Linked DNA regions of Mus musculus: region 1 is linked to region 2. Evidence: chromatin contacts called from public Hi-C data. All regions are on one chromosome and are shown on one strand. Each heading gives the region's core, a stretch centred on a gene start, on an enhancer-like site or on the middle of the called end of the contact. The rest is flanking DNA. Distances are from core to core; before and after follow the strand shown. Region 1 overlaps Plekhg1 (pleckstrin homology domain containing, family G (with RhoGef domain) member 1). Region 2 has its middle 83 kb from the start of A330032P22Rik.

Region 1 (5,800 bases), core at 691-3,190, 260 kb after region 2:
CACCACAATCTTAACAGGTCCAATGTTTGTGTGTTATCTTTATCCTCAGGCTAATGCTGCCTTCTGGTCCATCCCCTTAGGGACAGAATGCTAAGGTGACCAAGTAGGGATTCAGTCAGAGGCCTGGGATTCTAAGCCAGTCTTAGCAGGCATAGCCATTCCCCGGCATGCTATACAGAGGACAGTGACTACAAAACAGAAGCCCTACTCAGAGCTTGGCCCCTGATAGGGACAGACTACAAGCCGGAGCTATGCAAAACCCTACTATCTGCATGTGACAGGTCAAAATAGGCATTGTTCCTCTCACCACAAATCTTCAGAGATGTTAGAGAAAGGTCGTCTTGGTTTGGAGACGTGTCCAGCCTGTCAAAAAAGTCTAAAACTACCTACTTTGGCCTCTGCAGGTCCAATACCTGGAAAAAAACTAAAAGGGAAGATAGAAGATGGTGGGTGCCTAGGCCCATAGCTCAGCTGCCTCCCTGATATGACCCAACAAAAGAGGAAGCCAAGGGTCCTGTGTACTCAGTGCCTTTCAACCCACCTGCTAGCCCAGTGGACAGTAAAGTGCCCTGTAGGGAGCTGAAGAACTGCTCATTCCTCCTCAGTGACAAAATGTGGAAAAAGGGAGGGGATCCCAGGCTTCCTCCTCTGGAGGCCTGCAATTACTAGACCAGGTGATCCAAGCACACCTCTCTCGGACGCCCTCCCTCCCCTCCCCCTCCTCACTTGTTAAATGTCCCTCCCTCCACTGCTTTCAGGTTCAGGTAGCGTGCTCCCATATGTAGCTACTCTGGTCTAACCAAACTCCCTATGGTTGCCTTTTTGGTACTAATGCTAGAGTATTTATCTCATTGCATCCTCTGGTTGCTACTACTGTTGCTAGGGAATTAGGAGTGGCCTCTTTTGGATTGTAGTCTGGATAGTTTTGTTAATAAAAGAACTTAGAAATAGACTTGGAAGGAAGCTCTAGGACAATATTATTAGCGGTTGGGAGAAAAACAGAACAGGCAAGCTGTAAATCTCAACAGCTGCCAGGGAAATGGAGACAGAGAAGAGGAAGAGAGGCATGCCATTTGAGTTAGGCCAGCAATCTGTGCAATGGAAGTCAACAGGCAGGGGCCTGGCAGAAGCCAGATGTGTGTGTGTCAGAGAGAGGGCAGCAGTGGGAGCTTCAGAGGGCAGGTGGGAAAGGCCAGAGTGTCTGGGAGAGCATGCTTAGACTTCGGGCAAGCATCCAAAAGAAAAAGAAATGGGGGAAAGGAAAGGGAAAAGTTACAAAAAAGAAAAAGTTAGGGCTCCTCTGTACTGCTGCCTGATGGAAGTTGCTTTGCAGCAGGGAGTTTTAGAGGTATGGCTTATATATATATATAATATACATCACTATATATCCTCATAAATATGTATCTTCACATATATCCACATACATACATACATACATACATACATACATACATGTGTGTGTGTGTGTGTGTGTGTGTGTGTGTGTGTGTGTGTGTGTATGATCCTGATCAAGGTTTGTCTCTGCCCGTCATTGATCCAGCTTTTGGGTGATGCCCTCTTGGGAGACAAGTTCCTCTTCTGGCTAATATCAAAGCCTTTCTCCTCTCCCCCATGCCCAGTGTGGAATTGCAGTACAAATGTTTTCCTTTGGAGTCCATTGTTTTTCAGTAGGGTAGCACAAGTGTCTCTCTTTAAAAAGATCTTCTCTCCTGCCAAGGGCTACAATCCGTTCCTGGAATGGACCACCTCTGCCTTTGCCTGTGATCCTTCTGTACTGAATATGTGGGTCCTTCTCTCCTGATCATGTATTGGTCTTTTAGCCAGAAATGTACATGGACCTGTTTGTTGATACTTGTCGTTTCAGCTAGCCAAGGAGGCAGCTCCTTGCAGGAAGGGATCCTGTGTGATTCAGCTTGTAAACAACTAGCTTGTAAAATAGAACTTGGCACCTACTCTTAACGCCCTCGGAAAAAACAGGAGGAAGGACTAGCTGAGTGGAAGGGAGTGTGCTTCTACACTGTAAATCAATATATCAATGTAGGTCATTCTGGTGTCACTGGCATCCTAACACAGTACCAGGTGGTGGCTTCTGTGAAATGGAGGAGATGCTCTCTCCAAAATAAAAGACCACCACCACCATCAAGAAAAGGGGAAACTATAGGCACTCTATTCAAAGACCAGGGTACAAAGTGCTAACAGAAGAGGCTGAACACAAAAACACTATAGAAGTCCACTGTGTAGGAGCTTGAAATACAAGCAAGACAATTAGGAAAGACGTTTCCAGTTTCCTTTGTATCTCCAAGCTAAAGAGAGTGCAGGATAAGATGGATTTAAACATAAGGAGGCACCATAGCTACATTTCATGTAAATAACTGCCTGTTCTTCATTGTGGTTTGTCTCTAGTGCCATGTTAACCAGGTTCTAACATTTTAAACATGATCTCAAAGAAGAGAGAGGATGGAGGAGCCACTGGCTAAGCTCCTTCAAGCACCTTGTAGAAATTGTCCCAGTGAGCTCTGTAGAGCTGTAGTATCCTTTTGTGTCTTTGCAGCATGATTATCTAGACCAAGATTTCTTTAACTGCTTCACGTGTGTGTGTGTGTGTGTGTGTGTGTGTGTGTGTGTGTGTGCGTGTGTGTGCATGCATACCATTTTATAGTTTGTTACTCATTATTGTTTTTGTAAAATAATGAAATGGGAAAGAATAAAGGTATGCTAGTTCTGTGGTTAGAGGTATGGTTCTGTTCCTGGTACTCGTGTGGAAACTCACACCTGCCTATAAGCACAGGTCCAGTGAAGGTCAGACACCCTCTTTTGATTTCTGAGGAATCATGGAAGCTCATGGTGCACAGACATACATGCAGGCAAAGTATTCATGCACATAAAATAATAATAATAGTAATAATAATAATACCAATGGGTTGGCGAGATGGTTCAGTGGGTAAGAGGACTGCTTTTCCAAAGGTCCTGAGTTCAAATCCCAGCAATCACATGGTGGCTCACAACCACCTGTAATGGGATATGATGCCCTTTTCTGGTGTGTCTGAAGACAGCTACAGTGTACTTACTTATAATAATTAATAAATCTTTGGGCCAGAGTGAGCAAGGCTGACTAGAGCTAGCAGAGGTCCTAAATTCAATTCCCAAGAACCACGTAAAGGCTCACAACTACAGTGTACTCTTATACATAATAAATAAATAAATCTTTTTTAAAAAATCTTTAAAAAATAAAAATTTTAAATAATTTTAATTTTTTTCTAGTTTTCTATCTTTCTTTTATATATTTTTTAATTAGGTATTTTTCTCATTTACATTTCCAATGCTATCCCAAAAGTCCCCCATACCCTCCCCCCTCCCCACTGCCCTACCCACCCACTCCCACTTTTTGGCCCTGGCGTTCCCCTGTACTGGGGCATATAAAGTTTGCGTGTCCAATGGGCCTCTCTTTCCAGTGATAGCTGACTAGGCCATCTTTTGATACATATGCAGCTAGAGTCAAGAGCTCCGGGGTACTGGTTAGTTCATAATTTTGTTCCACCTATAGGGTTGCAGATCCCTTTAGCTCCTTGGGTACTTTCTTTAGCTCCTCCATTGGGGGCCGTGTGACCCATCCAATAGCTGACTGTGAGCATCCACTTCTGTGTTTGCTAGGCCCCAGCATAGTCTCACAAGAGAGAGCTATATCAGGGTCCTTTCAGCAAAATCTTGCTGGTGTATGCAATGGTATCAGCGTTTGGAAGCTGATTATGGGATGGATCGCCGGGTATGGCAGTCTCTAGATGGTAAATACATAAAATACATATCAATTATAAAAACAAATTTATTAATAGAACCAAAATAGTCAAACTTATTATTAAGGTGTCAACCTGGTTACCTTCAGGTTCTGTCCTTACATTATTGTAGGGTCCAAAACAGTGTTTAAACTGTCTTCTGTCCACTGCCACACCTCGACTGGGCACTAAGTTAGACTCTACTTTGATATTTTCAAATAAAAAGCCAGAATAAGACGGGTCACATACAAGCCATCCAGTGAAGACAACCTTAGGGACATAAACTACTTAAAAACTAGACACTCCAAAGCACATTTACAATTGCAGTAGGAAAGCCGAGTGGGAGAAAGCTCTCTTTCTGAGGGTCTCTGTCAGTTTACTCCCACCTGATATAGAGTGAATGCCTTCTTAGCCTAGAATTCTTTCCCATGCAGACATCTTCTGTGGATTGGTTGTGAGCCGCGTAATGGCCATAGGTGCTGACATGAAGCCAGTGAAATTACTAGGCAGTGTGACGACGGGCTCTCAGAGGGCTCACTGATGTGCCCACTCCGTCATTTCGGCTGAGACGGAGCTGTTATTAGGCCGAGTTTCCAGCCTCTCATTTTGGCTGCGGATGATTACAGCTGCCAAGGCAGCACATGCTACAGTAGTTTCCAGTAACTGGTTCAGGGTTAACGTCCCCTATTTAAAAGACTTAATTATGGTCAGAGCGGGGAACCAGTTGTGGCCATTAAACTTTGATCTGTTATCTAGAGTGACCTACAAAAATGTGGACTCCTAGTGGCCTATTTTCTCAACAAGAAAAGCAAGCAACTTTTAAAATACAGGGTCTCTGCCATGGACTCTCAGGGTTTCAAAGCACTTTCCTTTAGAGATCTGATGGGGAGCAGGGGTCGGGGGGAGAGGCTTTATCTGTAACCCCAGATGAAGCTTTTTAAGGCTTTTGCCTGGGTTTCTCATTCACAGCCTGCAGCAGCTAGTCATGTGAGTCTAGCAACCCAGACCCCAACCCAACTGTACTCTCAGCTTGATGTGTTGGCAGGGGCCACATTCTCTAGTTTACTTTTAGTTTTCATGCAAAATGCCCCTTAGAATGTCTAATTAGGGTCTGGAAAGGTGTCTCAGTGGTTAAGACCATTTACTGCTCTTCCAGAGGACCCAAGTTCAGTTTCCAGTGCCCAAGTCGAGCAGTTCACAGCTGTTTGTAACTATAGCTCTAGGGGGATCAGATACATCCTGCTTCCTTGGACACTTATGTGTGTGCGCACACACATACAGACACATGCACAAATATAAAAATAACAAAGAACTCTAAATATCTATTGACATACTAAGCTACTATCAAATGTTTATATTTGATGGTAGTCATTAGACCATTTTTATGTCCCATGTGTAATTTTAACAGAAACATAAATTCCTTTTGTTTGGCATCTATTGGAAGATGACTGTATGCCATGCCTGAGCATGGAGGTCAGAGGAAAACCAGTGCGAGTTGGTTCTCTCCTGCCGTGCGGCACCAGGGTTCTGGGCAGGAAACTCAGGTCATCAGGCTGGATAATAAGGGCCGTTACCCACTGACCCATTCCGCTCAGGGAGGGGCGGGTTTTTTGTTTGTTTGGTTGGTTGGCTGGCTGGTTTTGTTTTTTGGATGAAGTTCAGGTTGTACCTGTTGTTCTAAGTGTACTGTTCCTTCAGGTCTGTTGTGCTTAGCTGCTCGTGGCTGGACATTAACTTCTCTGTACATACACAGCTTCTTTACCTCAGTCTCACCCGTGATGGTGACAGTAAGCTTTGCTTGAAGAGTACGGATTGATGCTAACTACACTAAAATCTCGTGAGCCCGCTTTCTTACGAGACATTCCAGAAAGAGAGGGAAGGAAGAACAGAGGAGAAAAGAAAGGCCGTACCAACAAAGCTTGCTTCAAAAGATAAGAAAGGTCATGTGTGACCAAGCTTTTAGGAGGAAATGACCAGAATGAGAGCCTACTGGGGGTAGACAGTGACCTGTGCTACTTCAGGAAGCTAAC
Region 2 (6,458 bases), core at 1,246-3,745:
TGAGGAGAGGGGTGAAGCAAGGCTGAGACTGGTGGATGAAGAAGCCTGAAGACTCTATGTTCACACAAGACAGGGCTGGAAGATGTTAGCCATTTAACATCCCATTTCCAGGCTATTTCCAGGCTCTGCTAAAAGCCACAAGGATGCTCCCCCCTCATGTGGGGCTAGGGGAGGATCAACTCATGGAGGTGTCAAAGGTTCTATGTGTCTCAGAAACGTTGCAAGCGTTAATGATCACCTGTAAAAATAAATCTGTTTTCCCTTTCCTAGCCCCAGCTTCCGGAATGACATTTCTGAGACTAATTATTTATTAATAAATACCTCAGCCATAAACTTTAAGCATAGCCATAAACATAAAGCAGTAGTACTCAACTGAGGGATGAGGGACGTCACAAATCAGACATCCTATACATCAGATATTTATATTATGCTTCATAACAGTAGCAAAATTACAGTTATGACGTAGTATCAAAATCCTTTTATGGTTGGAGGTCATCACAATCTGAAGAACTGTGTTAAAGGGTCTCAGCATTAGCAAGGTTGAGAGCCTTTAGGACCTACAGATTCTACAACCTTCCCAGACAGCTGGGGACCACATGTGTAAACACAGGAGACCATGGGGGACATTTCACATTGAAATCACAACAGGGAAGAAAAAGAGTTTACATGCTGTGCGCGCTCTCTCTCTCTCTCTCTCTTTCTCTCTCTCTCTCTCTCTCTCTCTCTCTCTCTCTCTCTCTCTCTCAGCAGGTGAGGATTCCATTCATGGTAGAGGGACATGCCACCTATAGAAACTCAAGTCAAGGTGAATGTCCTTTGCTCCTGTAGTCTACAAATGAGCCAAGGTAAGCCTTTCTTTTCTGCTGGTGTATGGTCTCAGGTGTCTTGTTAACAGTATCACAGAACTGATAATAGACACAATAGGACAAATAAAATAATTGGCCACTACACATTTTAGTATTTCTCCAAAAGTAAGTTTGAAAATCTTCAGAAACACATTGTGCATTTGAGGTGGTGGGTTTGTTAGTCCATTTGATTTAATAACTCTTCATTGTATTAAACAAACAGCATTTCTTTGTGCCCTCTAAAGTAGTTGTGAGAACTTACATGTACTCATAGTAAAGAGAGCAGATGCTGCTGAAATGCTTAGGAAAGGCCAAGCAATATTTTTCAAAAAAGTGCTTTATATTAATTTATTTAACTCCACAACAAGCCTATGAAGCTAATACTTGTAGAGGTTTGGTCTATTGCTATGTATTGTAATGCTTTTATACAAGGACGTCTGGGTCTACGAATGACTTCTCATGATTACAAGCTTTTGTTATACAAACTTTGTTCCTTGATTTAAAACTATTGGTTAAATACAATTGGATACAGCCAATTACTGGAAGGATTAGAGGTGGGTGGGTTTAGAGTGACCTGGTCAGAGGAGGAGAGACCAGGAAGAAAGAGGAGGAAGAAGCCGCCATGAGGGCAGAGGAACAATGAGCTCATGGTCTGGAGGTTCAGCAAGTATCTGGGGTACACTGCTGGGGAGGTAGCCAAGCCAGAAGTTAGAAGAGTAGATTAGAGGTGACCCCTGTAGTTGTCAACGCCAAATAAAATAACCATAGTTTGAGTCTCATTTATTTGTAAGCTAGTTGGGGATAAGCTTAAATTGTTAGTACTGCAAATACTATTCTTTCCATTTGGTAAATGATGAAACAGTGGCTCAGAGAGGGTCAGTAATTCACCCCATGTCACACAGTTCCCAGGAGGCAGAGCTGGAGATCAAGCTCAGAGATTCTGTTTGCTTCACAGGTGTTGGCTTTCGAGCATGATGTTGTTCCTGCTGTCATCCTGGGTTGCTCCTGAGCAGCTCTGGTCTCCTTGTAGTCCATTACATCCAGCATCACTGTGGGATAGAGAGGGCTCAGTCCTCTCAATGATTGGGAAAGTCACAGATTCGAAGAGCAATCAATCCGCTGTCCTGATCAAGCCTGGATTCCAGGCCTTAATTCTGCTTTTCTGTTGTTTGTCTCTGAATTCTCCCTTATCTCTGTTGTCTAGTTGGTACAGACAAGCTCCTGGTTTTCCTCTATTTAAAAAGTTCTGCATGAGAAGTTAGTAAACACTTCAGTAAGTGACCAGATGCTACGGAAGTGGAAACAGCTGGTTGGGCTCTTGCAGGGGAGGAGGCAGAGTTGTTTTTATGTGAGAGAGTCACTGGAAACATTTGTTTCAAGGGTGGCCTGGAGTGTCCCCCTCCTCCCATAGGATCCACAACCCCTGCCCCTCTCCATCCCCCTTCCTCTTTCCATCTTCTCTCTCCCCCTGCCTCATTGAGGAAAAGCATGAGCCATCCTCCCTACCTCCCCCACACCCTCTTACTCAGACTTGAGGGAGGAGGTGGCTGTCACAGTTACTGTCATCTCAGACAGTCTAGGACTCAGCAGTGAAAGGAACGGATGCTGTTGTCCACAGTGTCTATGGCTGGACTGGCAGCATCCCACAGCCTCAACCCTAAGCAGATGCTGGAGAACAGCCATGAATTCAGCAGCTCAGGCTGACAACAGTCCGGAGGGATGACTATTCACTAATAAGGAAAGGAAGAAGATAATAACTGACGTCAGCAAGGCAGCAGTGCTAGCCCTTGATTGGGATTATAGTGACAGTGCGGAACTAAAACCTCCCTTGTTGTCATTGCTAACAGCAATGACAAATACTCAACCACAGCAATGCAAAACTACCCTTACTTTCAGGCACTGTTCTAAGCTCTATAGTCAAAAGCTGGAAAGAACCCAGATGTCCCTCAACAGAGAAATGGATACAGAAAATGTGTGCATTTACACAATGGAGTACTACGGAGCTATTAAAAACAATGAAATTATGAAATTCTTAGACAAATGGATGGATCTTGTCTAAGTTCTTACAAGAGCACATTTAATTGTAATTCCTGGAGTGCTCTCAGTGTCTCTCTGTCTCTCTGCCCCACCTCTGTGTGTGTGTGTGTGTGTGTGTGTGTGTGTGTGCGCGCGCGCGCGCGCGCACGTTATCCTGAGTAGTATCTCCAGCCCTCTTTTTGTGTTGCATTTAGAGACAGAATCTCACCCCAGAATGTCTTTGAACTCGCTTTACTGTCCAAGCAGGCTTCGAACTGCCTCAGATTCCTGAGTGGCTGGAATCATGGATCTGTGCCAGCAGCTCTGACTCTACTTTTTCTCTCCACTCGCTGGGCATGGGAGAGAAGTGTCCCAGGTGGCACTTACAGGATCCGCAACCCAGGTTAGTGAGAAACTCCTACCTCTGCCTGGAGTGATTGTGGATGTCCTAATCCTATATATTCTATGAAGGGCTATGTACCTTGAAGTGATGCACTACCTTATCTAATCTTGGGCTCTTTATATGGGTGGAAGGTTACAACTACACAGAGTGAGGAGATACGTTTCCAGTGAGCTCAGAGGGAGACATCACACTGAATTTCCTTTGTCTTTAAGTCAGCGTCTTTCCCCCATAGCCCAGGCTAGCCTCCAAATTTCAGTTGTTCTGCCTCAGCCTCCCAAGTGTGTGTGCCACCATGCTCAGCATTTAACATGTTCCTGGTTGAAAACCCTAGTTGAACAACTGTAGCTTTATAACCGGGGCACCAGAAAAATGACACTCCTCTTTCTCGCATTAAGTAGTGTTCTCATGATCATCTCTGAGGCCATTTCAAGTGAATCAACTGAGATGTTTTCTCCAGAATGGTAAGAGAGAAAAGTGTATTCTTTCCTCCAGTCTAGCGTGATTTACACGTTGATTATAAGCTTGTTACCCCAAACTCACTACTTATTTCCAGTAATAAAAAGAAAACAAGCAGCAGATGCTACAACAGTGCTTATTTGCTAGAAATTTCTTGTAATTATCATGATAATATAATTGTCTTTTAAATTTGGAGTTTTCTGGAATAAAAGGGAGCTATTAAAAACTATACCAACTTTGGGTGTGTTGTGCCTTAATTTTCATTAGATTCTAAAAAGTCCTTAGTTTCTTTTTTTATTTCTTCGCTGACCAAGTTATCACTGAGTAGAGAGTTGTTCAGCTTCTATGTGTATGTGGGTTTTCTGTTGTTTTTGTTGTTATTGAAGACCAGCCTTAGTCCATGGTTGTCTGATAAAATACATGGGATTAATTCAATGTTCTTATATCAGTTGAGGCTTATTTTGTGTCTGATTATATGGTCAGTTTTGGAGAAGGTACCATGAGGACATCAATGGGAGGAGAGGCCCTTGGTCCTATGGAGGCTTAATGCCCCAGCAAAGGGGGATGCTATAACAGTGAGGAAGGATTTGGGTGGGTGGAGGAGCACCCTCATAGAGGCAAAGAGGAGGGAGGAAAGAGGGATGGGATGGGGGGGGGTCTGTGGAAGGGTAACTGGGAAGGAAGATACTATTTGAAATGTAAATGAACAAAATGTTTAATTTTAAAAAAAGTATTCCATGACAAATAAAAAAAAAACTATGCCAAGATCTTAGCAAACATTCAAAACACACACACACACACACACACACACACACACACACACACACACATGCTTTCTCTCCACTTACAGCTGCCACAGAGGAGACATCTTCCAGTGCATTGTCTCATTATGTGTTAAATCATAAAAGTCACAGCACATTTTCTTTTCATAAGACAAAGTCATTTGGATGAGCTCAGGGTATCACGCATGTTTTGTTTTCCCTAAAGCGTTGCCGTGTGAACACTGCATGCTTGGGTACCACATCTGGATGCTGGGTGCTTAATAGATTTCAATGTTATTGGTTTATGAAGCACTAACATTTGGTAGAAAGAGTCATGGGCTAGGAATTAAGAATCCAAAATTCTAGTTCCAGTTTGGCCACTCAGAGCAGTGCGAATAGAATTTTTCCTTTCCAATGAAACATGGGAGTGGACCATGTGATCTCTAGGATCATCTCCAGTGCCCATGGCCGCCTCCACAGAGGGGCTGATTGGCAGCAGAGGAAGCTCTGGAGCTGTTCTCAAGCCTTGCTTACATATTTCCTCCTAAGACTGAGCTAAAACCTGGACCTAGGGAAAGGTGTGGTAAGAAGGTTTAGTGTCTAGAGTGTATGGCATTGCTGCCACCAGGATTCAGCGTTGAAGTCTATGTACAAGATTACGTATAAGCATGGGGACAAAATAGGAAAGTGGAACACTGGCCACATCATTGTAACAAATCTTCAGTATTAAAATCATTAAAGAAAACTAGAACCCTGGTAGCTAAATGAGTGGGGTTCTTAAAAAAAAAAGTATTTGTTGACAATTGTCATGCACCAGGATGTATTTTGGTCATTTTCACCCCTCATGGCCCTCTCTCACCCCTCTCCCTCTCTGGTAGAACCTCTTTATCCCAACAGGTCCCCCTCTTATTCTCAGGTCTTTGTTTTTGTGATTCTCTGAGTGTGATGGTTTAATGAGAATGGTCCCTATAAGCTCATGGGTTTGGATGCTTGGTCCTGAGTCAGTGGAACTGGCTGAGAAACATTAGGAGGTGTGGCCTTGTTGGAGGAACTATGTCCCTGGGGGTGGGCTTTTAGGTTTCAAACGCCCTTGCCAGGCCCAACCTCACTACCTCTCCCCACTTCCTGCTGGTAGATCAGAGAATACTATATATTATTTATATCTTGTCTCTTTCAAGATCTTACTATTGTGTCTCTCTATGGATCAGTTCATTGTTTGGTATCTGTATAAATGTATCACAAGATGTAGATATACCACAAGGCACACACATGCATACCACACACACACCACACCACACACACACCACACACTGTCTTAGTCAGGGTTTCTATTCCTACACAAACATCATGACCAAGAAGCAAGTTGGGGAGGAAAGGGTTTATTCGGCTTGCACTTCCATACTGCTGTTCATCACCAAAGGAAGTCAGGACTGGAACTCAAGCAGGTCAGGAAGCAGGAGCTGATGCAGAAGCCATGGAGGGATGGTCTTTACTGGCTTGCTCCCCCTGGCTTGCTCAGCCTGCTCTCTTATAGAACCCAAGACTACCAGCCCAGAGATGGTCCCACCCACAAGGGGCCTTTCCCCCTTGATCACTAATTGAGAAAATGCCTTACAGCTGGATCTCATGGAGGTATTTCCTCAACTGAAGCTCCTTTCTCTGTGATAACTCCAGCTGTGTCAAGTTGACACAAAACTAGCCAGTACACACACACACCATACCACACACACCACACCACACCCACATCCACACCACAACCCCACACACATATACCACACCACACACACATACACACCACACACACACACACACACACACACACACACACATACACACACCACACAACACAACCATACACACACATCTCCCACACACACACAACACCACACACACATACACACACACACACAATGCACACACAACACACACACACACAACACACACACATACCAAGATATATAGATATGCTACAATGTA

What was found. Hi-C and Micro-C count contacts between places; a contact is called where the count stands out from the background.
Region 1: a Hi-C map of uterus shows a contact between it and region 2, with 3 times the contacts expected there. The contact joins two enhancer-like sites. A contact is called at or near these places in 2 of 484 Hi-C or Micro-C datasets (both in uterus), 1 of 115 datasets of contacts at active chromatin or transcription factors (extraembryonic endoderm stem cells) and 1 of 9 other capture datasets (adipose tissue).

The regions. Positions count from the first base shown.
Region 1 is chr10:3,896,306-3,902,105 of GRCm38.p6, forward strand. All of the region lies in intron 3 of Plekhg1 (pleckstrin homology domain containing, family G (with RhoGef domain) member 1), which reads left to right. Among named protein-coding and RNA genes, the nearest start is that of Mthfd1l, 74 kb to the right of the region's middle. Within about 2 kb of position 1,941, at least 12 of the 459 cell types and tissues checked have an H3K27ac peak or open chromatin away from gene starts, as enhancers often do. A contact at or near this core is called in uterus, where this site is marked.
Region 2 is chr10:3,631,821-3,638,278 of GRCm38.p6, forward strand. No RefSeq gene overlaps it. Among named protein-coding and RNA genes, the nearest start is that of A330032P22Rik, 83 kb to the right of the region's middle. Within about 2 kb of position 2,496, at least 86 of the 459 cell types and tissues checked have an H3K27ac peak or open chromatin away from gene starts, as enhancers often do. A contact at or near this core is called in uterus, where this site is marked.